2 separate regions of the Anas platyrhynchos genome follow, and region 2 is linked to region 1. Evidence: chromatin contacts called from public Hi-C data. All regions are on one chromosome and are shown on one strand. Each heading gives the region's core, a stretch centred on a gene start, on an enhancer-like site or on the middle of the called end of the contact. The rest is flanking DNA. Distances are from core to core; before and after follow the strand shown.

Evidence for each region. Hi-C and Micro-C count contacts between places; a contact is called where the count stands out from the background.
Region 2: a Hi-C map of F1 follicle shows a contact between it and region 1, with 5 times the contacts expected there. The contact joins two enhancer-like sites. A contact is called at or near these places in 6 of 8 Hi-C or Micro-C datasets (F1 follicle, F5 follicle, liver and 2 more).

Annotation. Positions count from the first base shown.
Region 1 is chr2:123,466,641-123,474,605 of IASCAAS_PekinDuck_T2T, forward strand. No RefSeq gene overlaps it. Among named protein-coding and RNA genes, the nearest start is that of CHN2, 26 kb to the left of the region's middle. Within about 2 kb of position 3,586, at least 3 of the 8 cell types and tissues checked have an H3K27ac peak or open chromatin away from gene starts, as enhancers often do. A contact at or near this core is called in F1 follicle and subcutaneous adipose tissue, where this site is marked.
Region 2 is chr2:123,560,810-123,568,774 of IASCAAS_PekinDuck_T2T, forward strand. No RefSeq gene overlaps it. Among named protein-coding and RNA genes, the nearest start is that of TRIL, 23 kb to the left of the region's middle. Within about 2 kb of position 3,967, at least 2 of the 8 cell types and tissues checked have an H3K27ac peak or open chromatin away from gene starts, as enhancers often do. A contact at or near this core is called in F1 follicle and subcutaneous adipose tissue, where this site is marked.

The sequences.
Region 1 (7,965 bases), core at 2,336-4,835:
GAGAGCTGAACAATCCCAGAATGCCAGAGATTCAGGACATAAATGCAAACTCTTTAATTTAGGCCTCTCTGAAGTTGCAATGTACTGTTTTTGATCTTGCCTTTTAAAAATGTGTTTATGAAAGCTTTCCACTTCTCCTTCAGTTATGCCAGGAGGGCATGTTATCAGCTTCCTGCCATAAGTCATCAGAAACTTTTTTTTTGCTGCATTGCTGTGAAAGTGAGAAGAACTTAAAGAAGGGAAAGCAATTTGTTCTGCAGGAGATATTAGATAAAGGGTACCTAGAGGATTCTCATACCATGTTAAGATGGGGATAAAATTGAGTGACATGGTAGACCATTAGGCAAAGCAAAGTAAGCACAGCAGCCAATTCCTTTCTTGTCTCAGACCTGTGATACATTTTCCTACCTTGGATGTTCAAGTGATGCTGTCTAAGGCAACAGCTCTGCTGGTTGGCTGAGCTGGCATGGGACCTCAGAAGGCAGCAGAGGTCTGTGTTCAAAGAGGTTGAGCACTGCAAGCCATCGAGAGGAAGTCTGAAGGAGCTGCACTTGCTTACACCTTTTGAAAACACAACACAGTGAAAACAACATTATAAACTCCTTGTTTGGGCCTCACTGGGGATCCAGAGACCCCTGTCACTGCCAATTTCTGAAACTGCGGGAACTAAAAATCAAAGCAAGAGATTAAATGAGACTGCAGCAATGCAGCCTAATGTATGCTCATATGGAAACAGCAGAATCATTAACTTTGCTGGTGCTTGAAATATTACTGCACACACTGCTAAGCAGTTCGTTTTCAAAGGAATTCTTAGAAACATGAGACCTCTGCCCTGAAAACTTGCTCAAAATTTGGAAAATAAAATCATGAGAGTTACAATTTGTGTTAACCAAAGAGGTTTTCATTTTCATGCTCTCTCTTAACAAGTTAAAAACTGCTTAAATTTTCCAAATTGCTACTAAATATGTAGTAAAAACACAGAATCCTATAAAATTAGTTCAAGCAATGTGCCTTGTGCCAGAAGAAATAAGACAGTAAGTTAAATTACTTTCCCTTACCACCCCCCATTTTACAAGTTCTGTTTTATGGGAGAAGCACTTCTGTTCCCATTCTGGATCCTGGCTCAGGTGTGTGTTGCTGTACTTGTGCTCAGAGCTGGGCAATGTAAGAAGGACATCTGCAGTGGTCTGGAGATGTGTCTGATAGAGAGGATAGGGAAATTTCAGCTGGATCCCAAAGGCTCAAAACTCTACAACTCATACAACTTCAGCGCTTCACACTGGAACAGGTCTCCCAGAGACTGGTGCATGAAACAAAGTCTTTTTAGCACTTACGCTCATTCAGATGCTGGTGGTGTGATTTTTCCCTTATTCTCTATCTCTTTACAGTCTGTCAAGGAAAGACCAAATCTTTTAAGTGTGGGTGTTTATAGGTAATATTTTCTGGGGGAATAAGATGCACAATATTGGACTAGAATCATAGATTGGTTTGGCTTGGAAAAGACCCTTAAAGATCATCAGGTTCAACTCCCCTGCCATGGGCAGGGACACCTCTCACCAGACCAGGTTGCCCAAGGCCCCATCCAGCCTGGCCTTGAACACTTCCAGGGATGGGGCATCCACAGCTTCTCTGGGCAACCTCACCACTCATATCATGTAAGATTCTTCCTTATATCTGATCTCTGCCCATCAATTTATGCCTCATACTGACAGACTTACAAACCTGAATGCCCTGTGTCTGCCCACTGGCACCCTGTGCAGCTGTACAACCTAACGAGTCCTTACTGTCTGCTGAAACCAGGGCCTTTTCTCACCCAGCCCCCCCTTTTTTCTTGCACAAGGAAGTCTGAATTATGTCCATTAGCAGAGTAAATCAGAAGATGTCCTGAGGCTAACAATGGTGTTTATAAAGAAGTCCTTTGAATTGTAACTATATTGAATTTTCAGCATATGAGTAAAACCAGATAATGCCTTGAAAACTTTATCAAAATAGTGGTGTGTTGGGTGTGGATTAACCAGAACTGACTTCCTCACAAGTGTTTTGAGCATACATTCTACTCCTTTTAAACACTTGTTTTAATTTCCTCTTTCTTTTGGGGAAGGAAATTAAGTTTCGTTGGTCCCCTCCAAGGAATAAATACAAAAAGTTATTCTGGTTTCCTTACATCAAGCAAGACCTGAAACAGCAATCCCTTCTCATTCCTCTTGGCCAAGGCAGAATTATCATGTGAGAGGCCGGCAGAGATAAACCCTACAGAACAAAGCAAACCACTCCCCAGACTCTGCACAGCAGTTCTTTCACGGTTCACAACAGCAAGATGACATTTCAGAAGAAAAGCACTATACCTTAGACATTGGGTATCAATGAAGCACACAAAATAGCTCGGAGTTAACATCTGTGTAGCAGAGGCCAGATAACAGCAGCGATCCCCCTGGAGAATCTCTCTTGCACCTTGTGTCCTTCCCCTCCCATCCACAAGGCCCTTGGTAGCTGCCTGTTGGCTCCAAACGGCTGCAGGTTGATTTAAGAGGTCCAGAATGATCCCAGATCAGTCTGTGTGCATACATCAAACTTAGATGATGTGTCTCTGAGGGATTTTTTTTTTCTTTTTTCTTCTGGAAAGCATATGACAGCATGAACAAAAAGGTTATTACAACCTTAGATTCCTTTGTACTAATTTCCCATTGCTAATTATCTATTGTCAGTGATATTCTCTTCCCTGCAACTCATCTCACATACATCCTTTAGAAAGTTCTGTCTTCTGCTTCTTCTTTATCTGCCCTTTTGCTGGGAATTACCCCCACCATATTGGCATCATGCCTTCTAGGTCTCATGTATCTTCTCTAAAAATTGACGGGTGATTGATCCTGCTTTTTAAAGAAAGAGTCATTTTAACTTTCTAAAGCAGGTTTTCATAGCACACTGTATCCTGTTACATTCTGCTGGTGTAGTGGGGTGATTCATTTAATGATGTGTGATTACAGATTTTCCTTCCTCTTGAGTACTGAAGTAGAATATTTCATCTCAGAAAGCCAGTCTTTTCCAAACTGCTAGCAAAATAAATCCCTTATGAGAAACATATAAAGTGTGCAGTCTCCAAGGTTAGAAGGGAAAATAATGAAAAATAACCAGCTAGTGAAGTTTTATCACATTGTCCCCAAGGATCCTGACACACTGCACCAAGTTGGAGGACAGAACCCAGCAAAGACTGAATCTCTGGCCAGTAGTACAGAGCCTTGGAGGGCATTTAGCAGGGAGAAGCTGCCAAGATGAGAATCCCTCACCTTCTCCAAGGTGACTGACCCTGTGTTAGCCGTGCCATGACAGATTTGACTAATTTCATAAGTTTGCTCATCTGTACAACTCACAGTCAGAGGGAAGTGACAGGGGGTTTGACAGCAAGCTGTTACCTGCAGGGGAAGCTGCATGTCCTCACTACGATGAAGCAGGCTCCTCCAAGCCTCACATACCATGGGCACAAATAATTTTATCCCCCTATTTGGTGTTGCCCATCTCTGCACTGCCTTGCTGTCAGCCTTCGCCTTCGTTGCTCTGCACAATTAGGTCAGCGGAAAGGAATCTGGAGTTGCTTTGAGTTCTGGTTGTGCATGTTGGAACAGTCAGGACTGCATATCAGTAACTACACGAGACAAGATTAAACGGAAGCTGTTTTGTTTCTTAATAAAATCGGTATTTTGATCCTACCTACAGGGTTACCCCCCCCCAGTTTTTGTGTTTTTTTTTTTTTTTTCTTTTTTTTTTTTTCCCTACAAGAAGAATTTAGCCTTTCTAGCTAGCTTGGCCTGCAGGGGGCATCAAAAGAATTCAGTGGACGCTGAGCACAGTTTTGTGACTGTAACTGTCAGTAGCGACCCTTAAAAGTATTTCACCATTACATCAAAATGCAGAAGAATGAACTTTATTAGAAGAGTGGAATGAAAGTGATATTTTACTGCATCTTTTCAGGTTCTTCCGGCTGCTTGATGAAGAAAAGGGATTTTGAGGCACACTCATTCTCCAAAGTCTTGTTATCAGAAGAGAGTTAGAGAGAAGGCCATGGGGAAGGGAACTTCTAAATACTTTAGACACCATTGAAAATAAGATTTAGAAGGTTTTAAAGGTTTCTGGGAAACAAGGGAACCTGTTTCAGAAATTCCTGTATTTTCTTTATATTGAAATAAACTGCATTTAAGTATTAAAGATCATTATCTTGGTAAAACCTTATTTGAAGGGTCTGGTTGCAAAGATAAAGGAGAAAACAACACTGTCAGTAGCACCCACATTTCTTTGCTGTATTATGAGAGGAAATATAGTGAATTTGACGAGGCACAGTTGAACAAAATTCAGCCTATGCTCTCATCTCTTTTCTTCAGTGTTATTGCCCCACACCTCCTATTACTTCTCACCTTGCTGTTTTATATTGGGATTTCCTGAGCTAGACTTTTTCTTCTGATTGAATAGTGACTGTGCATCCTAATGATCATAATGGATGGGATATTGATGCAAATCTTAAATATTCACAATGCTTTTAAATAATTTCTCTGTACTTTTCTGCAGCCTGATAAACTTTGCTAGATTTTTTTTTCCCTACCTCTAACATAAATCACAATTACATTTTGCCCTCAAATAGATGTCCCTGCAATCTGTTTCTGCCTGTTTTTCTGTGTGCTGCTTGCTTATTTGTTTGAGAAAGGTTGTGTTTCCTAGTATATAATTTTCAGGAAAGGATGATGTTATGGATGAGTTACACACACGTAGAGAATAATTTTTATAAAAAATCTGTTTGTGACAAATGCAAACCTACTTATGCCGTCCTGGATAAAAACTCAGAATTCTATTTAACTGAAGAAGCAATATAAAAGCTTCTTTTGTTTCTTTCTTAAACAGTTGCAGTCAGACAATGCGTCTGTTCCCCTCTGGGTCTGAAGTGGATTGGAAATGCCATCTTTATTTGTGCTGTTTATCGAACATGGCCCATTTGCTGCTAACAAGGATCTCAGCTGCAGCATTTTCTTTGCAATGAACTCTGTAATGCTTGTTTCTCTGTTACTTTCATACTTTGAAAACAAATGCTTTCACCAGCCTTATCTCCTCTTTGTGTTTTCTTTGTTGTACATGTGTAATCTGTCATAATGTTTCATCTTCCTTGTTGATGTCTCTTGAAAATTAACATTTATCTTCTGATACAGCTGGCAATGAGTGTGTTTTGTAACATGTACCATTTTATGGGAGACTAAGCTATTAGAAATCCAGATATAGTATTTTGTCTGGCTTTATTTCTAGCAAAATAATGGGTTAAGGCTTGTTCAGCCTCTTTTTGAATTCCTTGTCATGGTCAAACAAAACTGAAGAGGTGTCATGAGCAAATGGGTGCTATCCTGAGTTGGAATTTCTGATGAAAATGCCCCAAAGATGATTGGGGTGGGGTTTCACAGGCAACCCTGACATGGAAACTTCGTAATGTTTGAGTCCTTCACTTGACAATCACTTTCTTTTACAAAGGTGTTTATTTTTCCTCCTTGTGCTTGTGACATAGGTTCTTCTATCACTTCTTTTCAACCCCAAGTTTGATCTTCTGCTCTATCTTTTCCCTCCCATCTCTTTCTTTGCCAGTCCTGTCTCTGCCCTGACTTTTTATTTTCCTCCCCATTTTTCCAGTTGCCAAAATATTTTCTCTCTCTCAGCCAATTCTTTCAGTCCTGTTGTCTGAAAATTGTCTTTTTTTTTTTTTTTCTTTCTCACATCAGCATGCTCTGGGTTTCTCAGACTCTCTCAGACACTTTGCTTTTGCCACCTCCACCTTCCCCTGCAGCACAGTTCCTTGTCCTTTCATATCCTGTTCCTTGTACTTCCTTGTACAAGTTCCTTGTACTCCCATATCCTGTCTTTGTGGGTGAGAGGACCACCTCCACCACCTTCAACCCAAACACCCCATCTTCTCCTGTCCTCCCCTCTTTCCTCATAGGCTTCATGTCCTCTGGCACACTGTAACTTACTAACCATCCTGCCAAAGTACTTGCTTCAAAGTCCAGAAACACAGGACACGTTTAAAGGGAATATCCTCAGGATACTTTGAGATGACTCTTGGAAATGATAACAAGTAAAGCCAAATTTTTTCTCCCCTAAATTGTCTTGGATCAGAATACTGGCATAGAAAATGTCAACTTAACATGAGTGAAATCGGGCAACTGGAAACAGGTCTTACAATGGAAATGGTCCAACACTTATAATACAGAACATACTGGGAAAATACAGTAGCTGCCATGTCTTTTATGCACATTTTCCACAGCCATATTCATATTATAACATTGGTATTATAACTATTTCTAACATGTGCCACTGAAATTGGTGGCACATGTAAGTGAACTTAGGGAAACATCTAGCTTTTGCGGATGTCAGTAAACATCTACAATATTGTGTGTAATAATATTTTTATAGCAAACTTCATTTATTGAAAAAGAGACAGGGCTGACAAAAAGTCTGTTAGCAACGGATAAGCAAGTGGCCTTGTGTATCAGGATTTTTCATACTTTCAAGGATAATCCTGCAAGTGCAAACACCAAATGTATATTTCCTCCTTCATACCTGAGAGCAAATGGTCTGTGCTTGCCAACTACCTTTTAGCAACAGGCTCTTAAGACACAAAGAAACCATTGGAGACAGGGAGCTCTCTGAACTGTGTGCAATCACAGGGAAATGGCAGTTGCATTTGCCTTTGCATCTTTGAAAGTACACATCTATTTATAACCATCTAGCCTTTTTTTTTTTTTTCTTTTTACTTTGGTAAATGAGCATCTTCACTTTAGCACACATTTCTTTCCTGACTAGAGGAAACAAAATAATTTCCATCCTATGCTATGCAAGCCTGCACCTCTGGATGGCTCCCTTAGTTCCTGGAGTGTTGCAAGCTCAGTGGCTGAGGGGCAGACAGAAACTCACAAATGATGAATTGATGAATAACGGGAGCTGAAAAGCTGTTTAGTGGTGTTGTTTTTTTTTTGTTTGTTTGTTTGTTTTTAAATGGCTGATAAAATAGAATATGGTGTCTGTTTTTCTTGGGCTTGTTTGGAATACCAAATGGGAAAGCGTGTCTTGATTCCATAAAATCTAATGGTTGTAAGCATAATTTATTTATTTTAAGAAACAACATGCTGGGAAAGTAGGCAAAAACCCACAGGTACTGTCAGTGATGAAGAGCTAGGGTTAACCTTCTCATGCATCCTAAGTGTTGTTTTATTATTAGGTTGGGTTTAGCTCTAGTTAAAATAATGCAACAGGATATATAATAAATGAATATGATGTAAGGAGGGTTCTGTACAGGTAAAATCTGTTTCCTTGATAATACTACATTTCTTTTTGTGAGCACTTGCACTTTAGATTTCCAAAAGTTCATACCATTAACATCTCCAGGGTAACTTCTGAAATCTTTTTAGTTCAACATACTTTTCTCGCCTGCACTTTAAAGAAATTTAAGTAAAAATGAGCTTTGAAGAAGTTACTGCTTTTAGTGATAATCACTGGTCTTCAGAAATCTCTCTGGGGCACCAAATTGACTGTAATACATGAAGAAAGGAAAATTAGAAACAGAAAACTTAAGGGAAAATTAATGGTGGATAGTTAAATTGATTCAAAATGATAAAAAAATCTCTTGGCTCATAATTTATACTTACAATTCCTGGTTCCAAAAAACAAGAATTAAACTGTGTTATCTCTAGTAAATATTGTTTGAAACTTTTCATAGGATTTGTATGGTGTCTGTCTTTAGGCTCTTCTCCAATCAATTCTTTTTTTCCTTTAAAAAGCTTTTTCTCCAGTATCTTTTTTTTGCAAGCATCATCCTTAATCTATTTTTAAAATAAACATACATATATGAAAAGCCCACCAGTGGACTTCAAGCCTGGATCTCTGCAGGCCTACTTGAATGGCTTTCAGAATAGGACAATGATTTAAAAATGTTAATGATTT
Region 2 (7,965 bases), core at 2,717-5,216, 95 kb after region 1:
TACAATCACCTTCTGTGAAAATACAGGCATAGACAATAACTGACACCAGGTCATGTCCAATTTAGAAATCACTAGAGTAATTGCCAGCAATTTACCCAGATGCAGTCATCTATGCTTTTAATTTTTTTTTTCTTCAATTCTCCTTGTAGTTTCACTTTGATCGGTGTCTGGGAAGAAGTAAACAATTACAGTATTGGTCTGCACTTGCAGTTACTCTATTTGGTTTGGAGGAGGGTTATGCAGAAATGGTTTTCATTTACACTTCCCCTGTGCCCTTTTAGAGCCCTCTCGCAGTGAGTAAAATATTCACTTTTTTTCTCCTCCCTAGAGCATAGAGAAGCCACAGCAACACTGTATGTTTCCCAATCATCCAGAAATTATAAGCATTAGCAAAACAGTATAGTTGGTCTTCATTTTAATTTGTTTTCAATTGTTCAAATTGTCATGTTTTCTACCATAAAAATATATCTCTGTGACTGAGAGAGCTGGAAACACATTTCAAAAAATAAAGAAAAGAAAAAAATGAGAAGTCTCTCTTACAAAAATGACTCATGAGGAGTTTGATAGTTTAAGGATAAAAAGCAAAATTAGTGTAAAGCTTTAAGACTGAAATTTCATCATGCAAATCAGATTGTAGGATTCATCCCCAGAAAATACTGTTAGATAAAGAAAAGGGGTTGTTTTAGATGAAGGAAGTTTTAGATATGAATTTTAATGTTTAGCTTCCTGTTCAAAATGCAGAATGTAATCTTGCTACATGTGACTTTCTGGCTTGACTTAATGGATTCTGGACAGCCGTGACAATCCCTCCATATGTTGCACAGTTGAGAATTAAGGCCCTGAGTTCTAGATAGAGCTTTTCTTTCTCTTAACATCCGAGGAGGCATATTTGGGTATAAAAAAACCTTTGTGAATAGCAATTTCTGAAAACAGAAACCACAAAAAGTGACCAAGCCACACACAATTAAAAAAAAAAAAAAAAGTGTTTTCAAGGGAATTAATCTCCTAAAGTAATTTTACATATACATTTGTGCTACAGTTAAAAAATTTAGCTGTCTTGAAAAATCATGTTCAAACATAAAACATTTGAGGTAATTTAATAGTTGGCACTTAAAGTAACTGCAATTTGATGTTCAATTCAAACCAGATGTTTATTTTTTGCAAGAAGTATATTCTGTTGTCAGGGAAGAGAAAAAGCATTCAAGGTTATGGAGCAGACATTTCTTACAACAGTTGATTAGAACAAATTACCAAGAGCTGCCCTTCACGTTTGAAACACTGAGGCGTTTATGATCTCAGGCCCCAACAATTAAAGAAAACAAAAATAAAGGGATTGAAAATATACATACTGTGAGCAGTTAAACTGCAAGAATGCTGTGGATCCTAAACAGCTGGATTCCATTTGAGCTCAAAAAGTTTAATAGCATAAGCCTGCACATCTTCTTTTCCACTTCTGAGGATCATCTGCCAGATGGAGAAGTCCCCCCTCTCATTTCCTTGCATTGTACAACTGTGTTACAGAATAAAATTGCTTGATGTGCTGGAGAAGAACCAGTACTTTTAACCAGGGAATGATATATGGATCTTAGAGAAGATCGGTTTGATGTAAAGGAAACAAAGGTAATAAAACATCCAGCTCCAGTAGTTAAACGTTTGCAGGAAAGTTAATTTATTCAGGTACCAAGCAAGCTGATAACATTGATGCAGTACTGAAATCTCCATTCCTGGAAAGGGGAATGTGTTTGTGAGATCATGTTTTAAGATCACAGAATCTTAAAACATGTCCAGAAGTTATTTCCTCCTCATTGTTTTGAATGATAGGTCTCCTGTTGCCATTCTAATTGGACACTTGACAATGACTCCTCTGTACATTGTCCAAACTAATATTATGATTTGGAAATAAATTCAGTAAAGAAAAAAAAAGAAAAAAAAAAAAAAGAGCAAAAAGTAATCCTTGTTCAATACAGTAGTAATCCAGCAACAGGGCTGAAAGAAATCAACAGCATACTAGACCTTGCTCTGAGAGGAACAGCAATTTAATGCTGTTCAGACTCTTGCTTCTGTCTACAGTCACACACAGTCTCTACAGAGACCGTCTGTGGTGTGTTGAGGAATGTACAATTCCTGTCTCATGTCATAAAAGTTTGCTTCCCAGGAAGATGCTGGTTCTGCTGTCTGTGGGACCCTTTGTGCACATGAAAGGAGAGGAGGGATTGCTTTTTGCCATCTATTTTAACAACACTAATTAAATAAAGATATCCACAGAGCACAGAGTACCATTAATTACAGCCCTTTTTGCAAAGAGTGTGTGTGTGGGGGGGGGTGGGGGGGGGTGGGGAGAGGATGGGGGGATGGCACAGAAGCCAAATCACACAAACGTGTTTTAAGTATACATGCTGGAACTCGACCAGCTCCAGCTCTGCTACAAGCTCAAGAGGGAAAGTCCTGCTGCTGACCCCAGGCACTGCAGGCAGAGGAACTTGAAAAAAACACACTCCTTGGAGCAATCTTGAATTGCAGGCAAGGCCTGTAGGAGACAACTTGGCTTTCAGACAGTCAGCTTCCCTGGAGTGCAACACACAATGTCCAGAGATGAAGGGGAAGCCAAAATCAGTGAGATGGTCACAGAGTTTCTCTGATCCTTTCAGCCGTAGAACAAAAAAATGGAGCCTTCTAAAGTCTGACCTGATTGTTTTCAACTGCAACACTCAGTTTTAGTCCCAAAGCACAAGTAGATGGTACTTTAAGCATCAGGTTAACTGATCTATGCTGGAGAGGATGCTGAAAGTTTGGTGTAGTTAATGGATCAAGACTGTGAGGCCAGGGAGCTACTGCAGTAGATCATTACAACAACTCACTGGCTACTAATACAGCATTTCCCTATTGCTAAACAAATCACTCCTTATGCATTATTTTTTTCCCCACAGTCTGTAGTTCCTGGAAGAAAAAATATGTGCCTCACTTGAGACACGGTGTAGTCAGGCTTCTAGAACTTACTCAGCACTCCAGCCGTGTGGAAGAACTGCATGTGATCTTGAGACAGATCTCAGACTTTTAAGATTTTAACATCACCCACTTTTTTTTAGAACTAACAACACTCAGCACTTCTTTATAAGCTGCAGCAAGACCATTGGCCTATTCTGGAGAGCTTAAAAGGGTGATCATTACTCTCATGATCAGCTTTCTCCAATCACTCTGTAACATGTTTCTTCAGTTCAGAAGTTATAAAGATGCTTTTGCTAACGTCTGGTCCCATACTCCAGCTGAGTTTGAGATGGAAGCTGTGTTTTTCCAGCTCATCTATCACTAGTAATAAGATTTCTACAAGCTGAAAGATACCTGTGGAGCCGTATTGACTCTACTGGGGACAAGTGCAACTTAATCAGTATTTCTGCTTGTGAAGATAACATTGACACCATCTGCTTACAAGTGCTGGTGAGTGGTCTGTCCACGCTCAGCAGTGGATAAAGTAACTGAAAGCGTTGCTGTTTGGTCTGGTAAGAGATGTACTTCCTTAAGAAGAGTTTCTCTGGGATGAGAGAGTAGTGCTAATTATTTATGTGAAGACACTGAGGTTGCACAAGTGTGAATAAAAGCAGATGTGCCTAATACTGCTGCATCTTTTACTGGGACTACCAGGTAAGAACATCTTTGTTCATGGGTTTCCAAATGGTATTTGTGTCCAGAAAACAAAACAAAACAAAACAAAACCTCTTATTTTTGCTTAGAAGAGGATTTTCTCTGCAGTGCTGGAACCACCAAGCGTGTGTGAAAGCAGCAATATCTGCGTATTGCCATGCTCTGCCCTCTAGAAAGGAACCAGAGCGCCGGCAGATGGCAAGAGAGCAACCCAAGCCCTCTGAATGAGCTGTGATTGAAGTAAATTGTGGCTCCTATAAAACCCGTGCGGTCTGTGCGCGATGAGAAGCACTGCTCGGCGCCCCGTCCTCATGCCGAGGCTGGCCTCTGGCGGAGTCCCTCGCTGCCGCTGCTCTCCAGCCTCACTCCCCTGCTTCTGGTCCCGACCGCTTTCCACCTGAAGAAAGCTAGTACCACCCTGTGGTGCTGTGGATTATTGCATCGGTGGGAACCGGCCCGTGCAGACAGCTTTATTTCATGTCGTTTGGCTCATGTTCATAAAGTGCGATGTTTTCCTTGGTAGTGAAAGAAGTAGTGAGAAACGAGGCCAATAATAGCTACAACGAAGTGATCTAAGTTCTCTGCTGCTAAATGTTCTTGCCAGTGCTGGAGGCAAGAAAACAGGAGTAGAGAGACACAAAACTATGTGGCATCACCTCCTTCAGATGCAAATAAGTTGCTTGGATTTGAGGTGGTCCAAGCTGCTTTAGTTTGTTTCCACCCCTATTTCCAGGAAACGTCATGTGTGCACTAACCTGCAAGCCTCAGGTGTCTGAACACCAACATTTTATTCTCTCAATTTAAAACAAACAACAAAAAAAAAACAACCTAACAAACAACCAAAAAGTTTTATCCTGCCAGTGATCATAGCTTCTCTGTAAACATCAAATGAGAACACTATTTAATGTATAGATCTATTTAATGTTTCAAAGACTGTTCGAATTCTGTAAAAAGCCCTTAATCATCTTTCCCCCATTGAATTAAAAAAAAAAAAATAATAATAATAATAAAAAAATAGAATGATTATTAAATATTGCAAAAGTAATGGATGTAAAAGTTCATATGTTGCATTTACCACATCATTGTTAACTATATCATTCTGTTATTGAACTCTCAGAGTTGAATTCTGTAACAGGTTTACAGAAAGACCTTAAGTCTGTAGGTCTTTCACATTTTTTTTTTCAATGCACCAGACCAAAGAAAATGTATTAAAAGTATAATTTTTCAATTCATAAACAGGTTGTGAAAATAAAGTCTTCTTGAACACCACAGGGGGGTTTCATGAAACTCCTAAAAAAAGGCAACAAAAATTACTAAAAAAACACCCATTCTTCAACCTAAAGTACTCATTGAATGATTAGTTTGTGTGTGTGAACTATGAATATGGTTGAAACCAGGAACAAAGTTAAATTAAAAGTTAAATGTACCATAGATAGTAAAAAATACTTAACATAGTGGCTTTTTCTCCCCTTTTGTATCTTAATTTTGTAGGGTATAAAAATACTCCTAGACACACAGAAAAAGAGTCAATTAAAACTGTTTGATTTCAGCAAGGTATTTTCTGCAGTCTAAAACATCTGAGACTGTTGAAGATGCGATGTGTGGAGAGTGCTAAAGAAGGCACTTAAGATCTTTGTGCAGCAGCATGGTGGTGGATTATATGATCCAGTATGTTTTTTCCACCTATAGCTTTTAACAGCTTTATGATTTATTTCATTCTTTTTAATTTCAGAACTCATTGATGCCCCCAACCTGTCAGTAACAATATATGTTGACACACAGGGCTCTGGAAGACACTGTGCTTCTCAGTAGCTTTTCAGTCCAGATTTCAATACCAAGCCTCATCCTGCAATATTTTAACATGATCCATGATGCTGCGATATTTTAACATGATCCATTGTGTTGTAATATTTTAGCTTGATAGTCTGGAAAATTAAAAAACAAACAGACAAGCTGGGGAGATGGAGAGATTCACCCACTGCGCCACAACAGAAGATAATAACTTTTTTTTTTCCAACAGTTCTGCAGTTCTGTTGAAAATATTGCATGCTGTAAAACTAAGGAATTCCTCAGACAACATTTTGGCACTAGGGAGGCTTATGTAATTTACCCAGGGGTCGGATTTAGCTTTAGCACTTCTCATTGTTTCCATTTGCTGCAACCTTCAGAAGAGAGACAACGGCTATACCACCAGGCTAATTCTCACACTTTTCAGAGAAAATGGATCTAAACGGGCAGAATCAACTTCACGTTTTTATTTCTTCAGCCCACAGCTAGCTCCGAGTGTATGTTTGCGCATATAATGTTCAACAAGAATATGTGAGCAGTTTCCAGACTTTCTGGGCCATTAAGGATGAATAACTGTAGCTATTCTTGGAAAAACCTTGTGGCACAGCCAGTACAGGGTAGGCCTCTACATGTCCATCAGTGGAGGAGATTGTTTGACTGCCGTCAATGGGATTTTGTGCCAGCTAGGGGGGCTGCCACACAGAGCCCATTGTGGGACCCAGGCCTTCTCTCTCTTTCAGGATCTCTTTCTATTTGAAGACCAGGCACTCAATGCAGTCCGGTTTGCAGGAGGTAATGAATAACCTCTCATCCTGCTTTTTAAGGCCCCCTTTAGAATACGCTTTTTCTGAAGTTTCAGTGTCTGCAGGGAAAAAATAAGTATCTATAATCAGTTGCCCATGTTTTATTTTTATCAAGTGTTGGGAGGAGCAGAGAAAGGAATGCTATGAACCCAGATCTGGTTCCTTCATCAATCTGATCCATGCAAGCGTGAGGGGGAAGGTACAAAAACATGCTGTCTCCTCGTTGTTCAGATGAACCCCATGTGCTGAATATGCCTTGGAGGAAAAAGAAAAAGGCTTCCTATTTTAACCTCCATCCTGTCAGACTGACTAGTGGCTGTATTTCAGGCTCTCATGCAAGAACAGCTAGAATTGTCTGAAGATATGCAGATAAACTGCGTTCACAAGCAACAACCATAATTTATTTTAAAAATCAAATCTCTCTCTTTGTGACTGACAGAGAGACATTGAATCTTTAATTTCCTCCCTGAAAGGCTATAAATCCCTTGAATGAGGGTTTCTTTACACAAAGAAAAGCAGCACAAAGAAATTACAAGGAAAAAGAAGGGAGTAAAATGCAGGCCAATTATGCTCTAGTTCTGGAGTGTTGCTGCCAAGGCTATTTATTTTCACAGACAGTGTTAATTTTGTATGCACACACACAGCTTTGCTTGCTGATACCACAGTGAATTTTAATTTTGGAGGAGGCTCTGGTTCTTGTCACCTTTAAATTCACCTTTCCATTCACTGGATATGAGGATTATTTTTGACCAGACATCTCCAGGTTATTTTCCTACATCTGTTTCTTGGGTTTATCTGTCACCATCTAAAGTGAGTCCTAACAAAAACCCTTCATGAATGGCCAAACAGGCCAAATGGACATGAAGCTTTTTTTCAGGGTGAGACATAGGCAGAACATCCTCTCCAATTTAAGGTGCCAGGTGAAAATGAAGATGCAAAGCCAGGTCACTGTGGTGATGGGGACACAGTCCTGGCCTGTTCCCACCAGGCGATTATTTCATTCAGATAACTACAGAAACAACAGAGCTAAATAATGCTTTTATACAAGTTCTAAGTGAATAATTCTGTAGAGCATGTCCTGAACCTCTCTTTCCCTTGCTGGAAAATTGGTTCTTGTACTTATGGTGCAACACTTTAAAAGGACCTTAGTGGTTCGCGTCTGGCATTGGGTGCTTTAGCTACAGCAGATGTTAATTATGAATTGGCAAGGCATAATGCTGACAATCCAAGAGTGAAGGTACAATACAAGAAGCTTTCCTGTGTGGACTGCAAGGATTTGTTCAGTATTCACTCCCTCTTGGAAGGCACTATTACCAAGCATGATCGTTCATAATTCTTTTATCCTTTGTTTTAAGACACTCTTTTTTCTTATGATGATGTCCAGTCTTCTCTGATTTAATGATACTTGTGAAGTGAGAGTGGCAAAAGCAGAGCAATGTATTTATTTAACTTAGTTTCTGTTTAGTTTAATTGCTTAAGTGAAAAACTTAAACATTGTTAGATTGGAAGGGAGGGCAACAAAACACCTGTTAAAGCTCAACTCTGTAAATAAGGTTAATCTGCATAAATCACTGCATTGGATTTTATGTTAATTAAAGCTTTTGTGCTCTCAGTACACTAATTGAGGTGTGGAATGTCTCATTCTCCAGTCTCCTTTGCAAGGGGAACTGCAGGTGCTGAGCATTTTTGAAAAGTAGGCCAGCATGGTGCACCCAGAATCAGAAGCCTCTTTGAA